2 separate regions of the Arachis hypogaea genome follow, and region 2 is linked to region 1. Evidence: chromatin contacts called from public Hi-C data. All regions are on one chromosome and are shown on one strand. The core of a region is the stretch at or near the end of the contact, and the rest is flanking DNA. Distances in the headings are between cores, read along the strand shown.

The links. Hi-C and Micro-C count contacts between places; a contact is called where the count stands out from the background.
Region 2: a Hi-C map of leaf shows a contact between it and region 1, with 7 times the contacts expected there. The contact joins the promoter of LOC112794213 here to the promoter of LOC112796329 in region 1. A contact is called at or near these places in 2 of 8 Hi-C or Micro-C datasets (both in leaf).

The regions. Positions count from the first base shown.
Region 1 is chr4:13,251,827-13,256,506 of arahy.Tifrunner.gnm2.J5K5, reverse strand. It overlaps LOC112796329 (serine carboxypeptidase-like 50), which reads right to left and starts at 2,779. Exons shown (of 3, transcript XM_072235082.1): 1 at 2,591-2,779; 2 at 2,049-2,206; 3 at 681-1,948. The coding sequence starts at 1,928. The coding sequence ends at 831. LOC112794668 reads right to left here. Exons shown (of 3, transcript XM_025836654.3): 3 at 3,236-4,622. The coding sequence ends at 3,456.
Region 2 is chr4:13,817,128-13,822,497 of arahy.Tifrunner.gnm2.J5K5, reverse strand. LOC112794213 (probable N-acetyltransferase HLS1) reads left to right here and starts at 4,059. Exons shown (of 3, transcript XM_025836320.3): 1 at 4,059-4,247; 2 at 4,527-4,663; 3 at 5,100-5,370. The coding sequence starts at 4,059.

The sequences.
Region 1 (4,680 bases), core at 1,530-4,029:
TTTCTTGTTAATTATCTTTTAATTATATTGAAAAGAAAATTATTGAAAAATTTGACACAAATTCTATTATTGGTGAATTTTATGATACGAAGATTCGACCACTTTGTTAATAAAAAATATACACATATTTTTTTACATTAAAATATATTCTCTGTCGGTATATTTTTGTAATACATCTTATATTATATAACTTTTTTACATAATTTTTAATATTATATGTGTTTTTTGCCCCCCATAATATCATTTCTGAATTCGTCCCTGGTACCAAATGCACCTTGAAAAATTAAATAATGTAAACTAACTAGTTTGTTAACTTTCCTTTTATGCAAGTTCAATCAAGCAGAATAATTTTGATATTCTCAATTTGGCACTGAACAAAATGTGCAATTGCATGTGTCTATAGATCTCTGAGAGATGCTGCAGGAAGTAGTGAAAACCCAACTCAGTACTTGGGAAGTTTGTATGAAACCATAAATGAATTGAATATATATATGTAGCGCTACTAGATAAATGGTTACAATCCAAATTCGATCAAAGAATATGGAGGAGTAACTTTGCTACAATAAGTTGCACACATTCCTCATTTATAATTATATTCATGCAGTTTCTACCGATGTTGTTAAGGATGAAAATGTGAATTGTTTCAGCAAAATGACTAATATAGAAGCATAAATAATAACTAAGCCAACAAGAAATTCACTTCCAATAGGTAACTTAAATCACAAAGTTAACTTTTTTATTGGTACATAAAGAAGTGGAAGTTGTCCCTAAACCAAGAGTTGTTCAGTTCCTGCTAACAAAATTACAACACTTATGGTTCAATACTTCAATCACAATGAATTTCTTGACACATTTTCATGATGCTGCAAACTTTGAAATAAACCTTTTTCAAGGACCCAATCTTCAATCATTGCTTGAGATGTCACAGGTTGATCAGAAGGTAAAAGATGCCCTGCCCCTAACACCACAACATTAGTGAGTGACTTCCATTGTTGGACATAGCCAGCAAGCTCTCCGTTCACCTTCCATATCTTCCTCTCTGCATTCAAAAAATCCTCAATCCCTTCCCACTTCATCGTCTTCACCCACGCCTCGACCTGAACCACTCCATCCTGAATATCATGCTGACCTTGATATAACAACACCCTAGTGTTCCTCACCAATTCCTCTACCATGTACTTCACACTCTTCATCACATCAGCATGTAACACGGCGCCAACCACATCGCTGCATCCTTCAAACACAAGTGACTCATTCTTCACCCCTAAGGCCTTCTTAGCTTCCACATTGTTCAAGAATTTATCCACTACATCATCGCCATAGGGCTTTTTCCTTGTGTAATCAAACAAAGTAGCCAACCCTGTTACATTCCTCAACTTTCGCAAAACCACATTCCTTGCATCAGTTGCAGCGCTCCAATTCCCAATCTGCGCTAACCTAACCGCTTCCAATTGATCCTTCTCCAACTCATTCCTCTGCCTCTCATTGATCAAACCAATATAATAAGCATTAACAGCATGAGTAACCACTTGTGTAACAGGGTCAGTCAACCCATCTCCAATAGCCAAACCAGCCAAATTCACTCTCTTAGAACCGCGCAGCCGCCAATTCTCCTTTAATATATAGTATCCAATAGCAGGAACATACTTCCCAGCATAACTTTCACCAGTAATATAAATAGGACGGTTCTTGAAAACAGGATCAAGCTCAACAAACCTTGTTATAGCAGCAAAGAGATGCTTTGCAACACCATCTTGATCAGTTGGGATTTCTTGTGTTGTTGCTGCTACACTGAATCCAGAACCAATGGGGTTATCAAGAAAGAGGAGACCAAAGATCCTGTTCCAAGCACCAGGGTTAGGGTGAAGTGTAAGGGGTGATTCATCAGTGAGAGTCCATGGTCCAAGCTCATAGAAGTTGCCAATCATGGAGGAGCATCCGGGACCACCTTGGAGCCAAATGAGAAGAGGGGTTTGGGAGAGAGGTAAAGTTGAGTTATGAGCTTCATAGAAAGCATAGAAGATAGCAGAGGAAGATGATGTACTTACTGGGAGGTAACCAGATTTAGTAGGAAGAGCTTCTTTTGGGAATGGATTGTTTGGATTTGAAGAAGCTGAGAGTGAGACTAAGGAGTAGAAGATAAGGGTCGTGATGATGGAGAAGAAGGGGGTAGTTGACTCCATTTGCTTTGTGCTCGACTCTCCAACTGTGCAGAAAGAATAGTGTGAGGCTATTTGTTTGACTATTTCAGAGATGGATCTGCATCTGCTCCTAGATTACCTACTTACGTGTCAGAATCAGATGCAATTATGCAAAAGAAAGTAAAAAAGATCTTTGTTTTATGTCCTTCAACCTGCTTTATCTGTTGGTGGTGTTCAGCGTGAGAGATTCTTTCTCAAAACAAATCATCAATTAGCAACGTGCAATAAACATGTAACAATATAAAAGTTAAATTAACCTTAACACATTAATATTTTTTAAGTTTAAAAGTAACCTATATTAACGTAGAAAAGGGAGAAATTGAAGTAAAAAATAAAAATCATCATTTTGCCAAAGAAAAAGAAAAAGAATTCCACCCCACAGGCTGCACCTGCAATTTCATCTGTTAAGGCCTAAGCGAGAATGTTTCACATAAGGTTAGAGTTCCCAGCACCACCCACACCAACAGGTATTCATTCCGCTCAAACTCGATCGGAACGAGTTGGCAACCGGTCAACAGCGTGTAAGGCCAGATTCTAGTATCTGGCCAACTCTTGCTGCTTAGAGTCATTGAACTACCAATTTAATTTGCTAATAATACATAATAATATTTAATATTATAAAATTTGAAAGACTAAATATTATGTTTGAATAAAAACAATTTACTTTTTATAAATTTAATTAAATATGGTCAAGTTAAGAGGTGTAAGATGCAAATTAGATTCAAATCGAGGGTTTAAATCCACAAATAAGAATAAAATGGAACTTAAATCTTATCCTATCCTATCAATTATCACCCCTAAATAGGTGTTAGTAGCTTTATCCCAAAATGAAATACTAGAAGAATAAATATTCTGCAAGCACATAACATCTGTTGCTTTTTTAATTATATCATGATCATGAAAACGCACATCAATCAATTTGCACCAAGGATAATAATTCGAACAATTGACTTTTGTTTAGTTATCTAATATCTATAACAATCAACAATCCACCATGCGAATAAGTTAAAACAAGAAAAACAAGAACAACATGATTGAAATAAACTATGATACTACATAAACTCTGATTGAAATATGTACTGTAGCCACAAGAATGACAAACTCCAGATCCCACAAGAAAATTGCTTCTAAGTTAACTTCATATTCCAAACTTCCACTCACATGTTCCATGCGCCTAAGTTGGGTCCAAAAGTGAAAGACTTGTCAGAGAAAGTCCATGGCCATGGTTCCAGCTAGGGCTGCCTTGGATCAGGTTTAAGAGACCATATTATCCTGAGGTTGAGGTGCTTGTAATTGAGTCTCAATTGGTGGCTCTGGTTTGTATCCGATATCAGGTTTAGAGGCCTCTTTTGATTCAGGTTTTGATTCTGAAACCAAACCTTGATCTTGCTCTTGTTGCTGCTGACCATCTGATTGTTGCTTCTGCTGCAAACTTTGATTATCGTCCTCAATCGGATTATCTAAGTTAACCAGACCTTCAGCATGATCTTGTGATTGTAACTGCTCCTCACATTGGTTTGTGTTCGTGTCTAGCTTTATTTTCCGAGGCCTCCCTCTCCCCCTACCAGTCCCCTTGCCTCTACCTCGACATGCACCATCACCTCTACCTCTGCTGATGCCTCTGCCTCTACCCCTACCCCTACCCCTACCCCTACCCCTAGAATTCTGCTGATCTTGATCATCTTTCTGTAGCTGCTTATCTTGATCATCCGTTTGCAGGTGCTGCTCAGAATGGCTTGCATCTTGATCTATTTTACGAGGCCTTCCCCGACCACAACCTCTACCTCTACCTCTACCTCTACCTCGACCTAGACCTAGACCTAGACCACTACCAGTGCCTCTGCCTCTGCCACGACTATACTCCCTTGGGTTGTTTGCATCAGTCTCTGACTTACAGGGCCTTCCTCTGGGACGCTTAGCTGGACAATACTCAGCATTCCCAGACACTGGATTCTCATATCCTTGATTTCCATGCAGCGGCTGATCATTATGAACATTCTCAGGAGCTAACATAGCTTTGTTTTTAAACATTGTTGGTTCCTTGTGCGTTCCTTGACCTGCAACTTGAACTTGAGGAGATGACTGCCACTGCTTCTCGATAATATTTACCTTGGGCTTTTGTGCATCAAGAATAAGGTCACGTAACAGTAAAAAGGACTCCTCTTGATCGTCTGCAACTGGCATAGATTTCAGGTGCCTCCCTCTGCATTGGCGCTTTGGAGAATGCTTCTCAGGATCACCAGATATTGAGTTCCCATCTTGCTTTTGTTCAGGAACATCCAAAGAAGACATTTGTTGTTTCAATTGTCCTTCTGACAGTACACATTCTGAATTTGGAAGATCAAGTGGCTTCTGGTAATCAATAACATTCGGCACAGTTGGGAGGGATGAACAAATTGTTTCTGGGTGCACTATGGAGTACTGTTGGCAACAAATTTTTAAAAGAATATCATCATGCCCGGCAACAAATTTTAAAAGC
Region 2 (5,370 bases), core at 2,810-5,309, 560 kb before region 1:
CAAAAATCAGGATAAGAAAAATAGAAAAAAAAAATTTTAAATATTCACAAATAGGTGAAATTATAAGAAGAAAATAACATAGAAAAATAGATAGGGAAGAAATCTTAGGGCGCTATGCATAAGGCAAAATAGATAGCTTCTCGTTCAACTTAAGCAATGTTGCTAGCACTTTTTTCGGAGGCTCCTGAACATGCTCGAAAATTTAACGACATCTTTCCTTCCAAATATTCTAAGTTATAATCAAAACCAGTCGAGCTCTTTGAGAGCTTATTTCTTGAAGTCTAACTTGTAATACCGAATCCCCCCACCAATTAAAGAACAAGGAATATCTATGGTTTGGAACGAGATAAGTCAAAGGACTCTTCTTCTATATTAGATTAGCATCTCTACAAAAAAATAAATAGTGCATGAGTGATTTTGGAACTGACTTACAGATTGGACAAGTTGTCGAAATGGATGAAAACTGCTGGTGGATGAGAAGCAAAACAGGAAGCTTACCATGAGGATTTTTCACGTAAATAGCAAAATCTTGTGAGGAATTTTCAGCTTCCATAAATGGCTCCAAAATGACCTCTGTTGTATAAGGTTCGGATAAAATTCAATGGAGGTATGGTAAAATTGGTAAGCAATCCTATATCCTGATACAATATCATATGTTTTTGCTTTGTTCATTACCCATTGAATTGTGTCTTCACCTTCTCATGGGGTTATAGAGAGGATTCGCTGAGCAATTTCTGGAGGAAAAATGTTTGAGATTAATACTTGGTTCTACTGTTTATTTGACAAAAATAGGTCTTTTATCCATAAAAGATGGTAACTATCTAATAGTAGTACTGCAGATGGTGGAACAATGGAGAGTAAGGAGGGAACCATGGTTCGGATAAGATTTTGATATCACTAGAACTTACTTTCCAACTAATACCTTTCTCTACAACTCGCCTCCATTCAAGAATACTTTGCCAATCTCAAGAAGGTAAGGTTTCTACTTCTGCTGTAAGGATAAAATTAAATTTGAAGTATTTATCTTTAAGTATTCTAGAAAGAAGAGTGTTAAGTTGAGCCAAGGTTTTTCAGCACTGTTTACCCAAAAGAGCCAGGTTTGAAATCCTTAGATCTTTGAAACCAAGTCTGCCTTCTTTCTTAGAACTAGTCATCTTATCCCAACTAATCCACACCATTCATCTTTCAGAACCTTGATGCCCTTACCAGAACTGGGCTAGAATTAGGGGTGGCAAACGGGCCTAAACCTGCCGGGCCGACCAGCGTAACCCGCCAAAAAAGGCGGGTTGGGCTGGAAAATTGGGACCGCCAAATAGTAAAAGTCCGCCTAACCCGCACCGCTTAAACCGCGGACTTTGGCGGGTTTTGGCGGGGCGGGACGGGCTTTCCCGCCGGGCTTAGTATTTTTTTAGCAAGGGGTATTTTTACAATTTTTTTGCCGAAACTCAACTTTTTCCAACCCAACTTACAAGAGAATGAAGATGAAAATTGAGTGTTTTGGATTATATTTATTTTGTTTTAGAGACAATATTTATAATTATGTTTCGAATTATATTTATTTTGCTTTGGGAACAATATTTATAATTATGTTTTGGATGAAAACTTAGTTTATAATTATATTTATTAGATATTTATAATTACAAAGACTTTAATGTTTGTGAATATAAAAATTATAATTTGTTTATACTTATAGAAATTATAATAGTTAAAAGTAAAAAATAGGAGAGATTTTTTATGCCTTTATATATTATTTAATAGTTAAAAGTAAAAAAAAAAATGATATTTGGCGGGCTTAGCCCGCCGGCCCACCAACCCGCCATTAGGCGGGGCGGGTTAGGATTCTGGGACCGCTTCACTAGGTGGGACGGGGCGGGGCGGGCTTCCCCACTTGCCACCCCTAGCTAGAATACTATGAATTTTATTTAGTAAGCTGACCGAAAGTTTAAAACATGACAATATGTATATTAGTATGGCTTCACCAAGTATCCGGAGTAATACCTGTCTTCCTCCATTAGATAACAAGCACATTTTCTATCCTTGTATCCTTTTGAAAATATTATCTTTGATTGAGTTGAAAGTGACTTTCTTAAAGCGGTTAATAAAGAAAAGTAGAGCCAAATATTTATCCTGTGCACCTATGTGAGAAATATTTAGCTGGACTGCTACGAAAGTTCTAATCAGTTCTGGAATGTTATTACTAATGAACAGGGCCAATTTATTAAGATTATTAACTCTTTATCCACTGAAACTCTCATAAGATTCCAATAATTCTAGAATAGAGGTACAACTATTTTCTGAGGTTTAAACGAATAGAATAAAATCATCAGCGAATAACAAGTGATTTATAGTTGGACATTTTCTGCTTATCTGAATTTTTCAAATGAGACTGTTTTGTTCTGCTTTATTAAAAAGAAGGAAAATCCTTCTGCACATAATAAGAAAAGAAAAGATGATAGAGGGTCACCTTGACGGATGCCTCTATTTAATTTAAAAAAACATAGGGTTAACCTTCCACAACCCGTATAAAAAACGATTATCAACAATTTAGGAATTCAGTCAATAAATCTCAATTCAAAATCCAACTTCTTTATAATAAACCATAAAAAATACCACTTTATCCTATTGTAGACTTTATTCATATTAAGTTTGAGTGTCATTTTTATTTTAATTCTCGTTTATTTTATTTAAGGTAGTGTATATATTCGTATGTGATAAAAATATTATCAAAAATAAATCTATTTTTTAAAAATGTAGTTTAAATAAGACTAATTACCTTATTGATACATCTTTAAAATTTGTAGACCTTAAATAATTTTATAAACAACAGAAAATAAACTGATTTCAGTTCCATTATATTTTTATTTAATAAAATAGCAGTGATGCCAAATTGTCAATAAAACATATATAAGCTATAAAAGTCATTATTAGCTCCAGTGATGATAAGCAAACCAAACCATATCAGATTACAAATACATTAGCAAAAGAATAAGACAAATTAGGGGGGGGGGGGGGGGGACATAATTTTTCTTTCTTTAAAATGCATACTCTTGCATTGTAGTGACCGTTAGACAAAACACTGCCAAAAAAATAAATTAAATTAAATTAGACAAAACTATAGAATTTAACTAGAGAGCTAACTTTTTAATCCAACATTTATCAACTTTTTAAAATTAGTTTTGTACCTTAAATTTTAAATCTTAAATTATAAACTCTAAATTTTAAATCCTAATTCTATAAACTCTAAAATAACCTTCTAAAAGATAGAATTAAAAAAATAATTTTACAATAAAAAATTAGTTAGTATTAATTAATTAAAGAATAAAATATTATTTTTCTCTCAAATGTTTAGAATAAGTCCTATTTGTATCTTTAATATTTAAATCGTTCTATTTATATCACAAACGTTTGTAAGGATGATTCAATGTTATCTTGTCATCAATTATATATCATGAGCTTTAGTTTGAGTTTTAAAAATCTCTTCTTGAAATTATAATACAAATGCCTAAATTAGAACCGATGATTCACTCCAAAAAATAACTCATCAAAAGTTGAAACTAATTCCTGCAACATTTACATAATTGACTTTTCTAGAGACATAATTGAACCTAAACATAAATAGTGGGTACAATATTAAAATCGAACATATCTAAACAAGACATAATTGAGAATGAATACATCCAAGTGAGAATAATTGAAAAATATAATCTGATTTATTAATATAATTGATGTCAGGATAACATTGAATCACTTTTATAAATGTTAGGGATTCAAATAGAACGATTTAATACCTCAAACGTGGGGACAAAAACGATACTTTCCTCCTCATTAAAAGTTAATTCGATCTCTTTTTTTTTTTTTAAAAATATCCTATTTATTTTATGATGTCCCTGTTAATATTAAAAGCAATGAACCAATGATGGCACTTAATGAGAATTCGTTGAGACTTGAGTGAGATCCAAATCAAGAAAGACCTAACTCTCATAATAGAAAGTCTTTTCCTTCACCTCCTTATAGATTAGCACACCCTATTTTACATCATTTAGCCAATAGAGGAAAAAATGGTTAACAGCACTACCGAGTGCAAGTTTCTTATTGTTAGGGAATTTGATAAAGAAAGGGATGTCAAGGTGGTGGAGAAGCTTGAAAGGAACTGTGAGATAGGGACCAAAAAAGGGGTCTCCATTTTCACTAACATGATGGGTGACCCTTTGTCTAGGATTAGGTTCTACCCCATCCGTGTTATATTGGTATGTGTATGTACCTAATATCTTTTCATCATTTAATTAATGTAATTCCGCTGCTGATTTATTGTCCAAATTAAAATCAAAATTTTTCTTCTACCCCTTAATCAAAGTTTACATTATCTATGTTCCATACTTTGTAATCTATTTTATATATATAGTTAAAAGTAGGGTAAAAAACCTATATATCCTATGTTTACAAAGCATTATTTTATATCACGTGATTGAAGTATACTAGACTAAACTATTTATTATTTGCTTCATAAATAATTATTATAAATGCAGGTAGCTGAACTTCTTGAAAGCAAGGAGATTGTAGGGGTAGTTAGGGAATGCATTAAGAATGTTGGGACTACTACTCCTCCTGGTTCACTCTTGAAGATGGGTTGCATCATAGGCCTTAGAGTCTCTCCTACTTACAGGTAATAATATAATTAACATCCACTTTCTTTAGTTTTAATCCGATAAATTTAACAATTTAGCTAAAAACCCTTATTAAACTTATTAATATAAAAACTTTTCAATGAAAAATAAGAAATTTGGGATGTTTTTGGTTTGCGTTTTTTTTATTTTTATTTTCAGTCTTTTTTATTTTTAAAATTTTGCTAAAAAAAAAAGAGAAAATAGAAGGTAAAAATATATAATTTTATTGTTTTTATAATTTTTTTTACAAAATTCAAAAAGCAAAAAATACTAAAAATAAAAATAAAACTAAAAACATAAATCAAATACATCCTTAGATTTTCAATATATTTATTTAATAACTTTAACCAAACAAATATCTTGAACAACAATATATATATTAGGTCATAGTGCATGTTGGTAAAAAATTATGTAAATTATCATTCAAATATGCAGGAGAAAAGGGGTTGCATTAAAACTTGTTACCTCACTTGAAGAATGGATGGTGAGAAATGGAGCTGAGTATTCATACCTAGCAACAGAGAAGAACAATGAAGCATCCAAAGCCCTATTTGCTCTTAAGTGCAACTATGTGAGTCTCAGCTCACTTGTCATTTTTGTTCATCCAACTAGCACTAGCACATGCCTACCAACAAAGCATATTTCTGAAAGGGATATTAAAATAGAGAAGGTGAACATAGATCAAGCAATTTCCTTGTACAAAAGA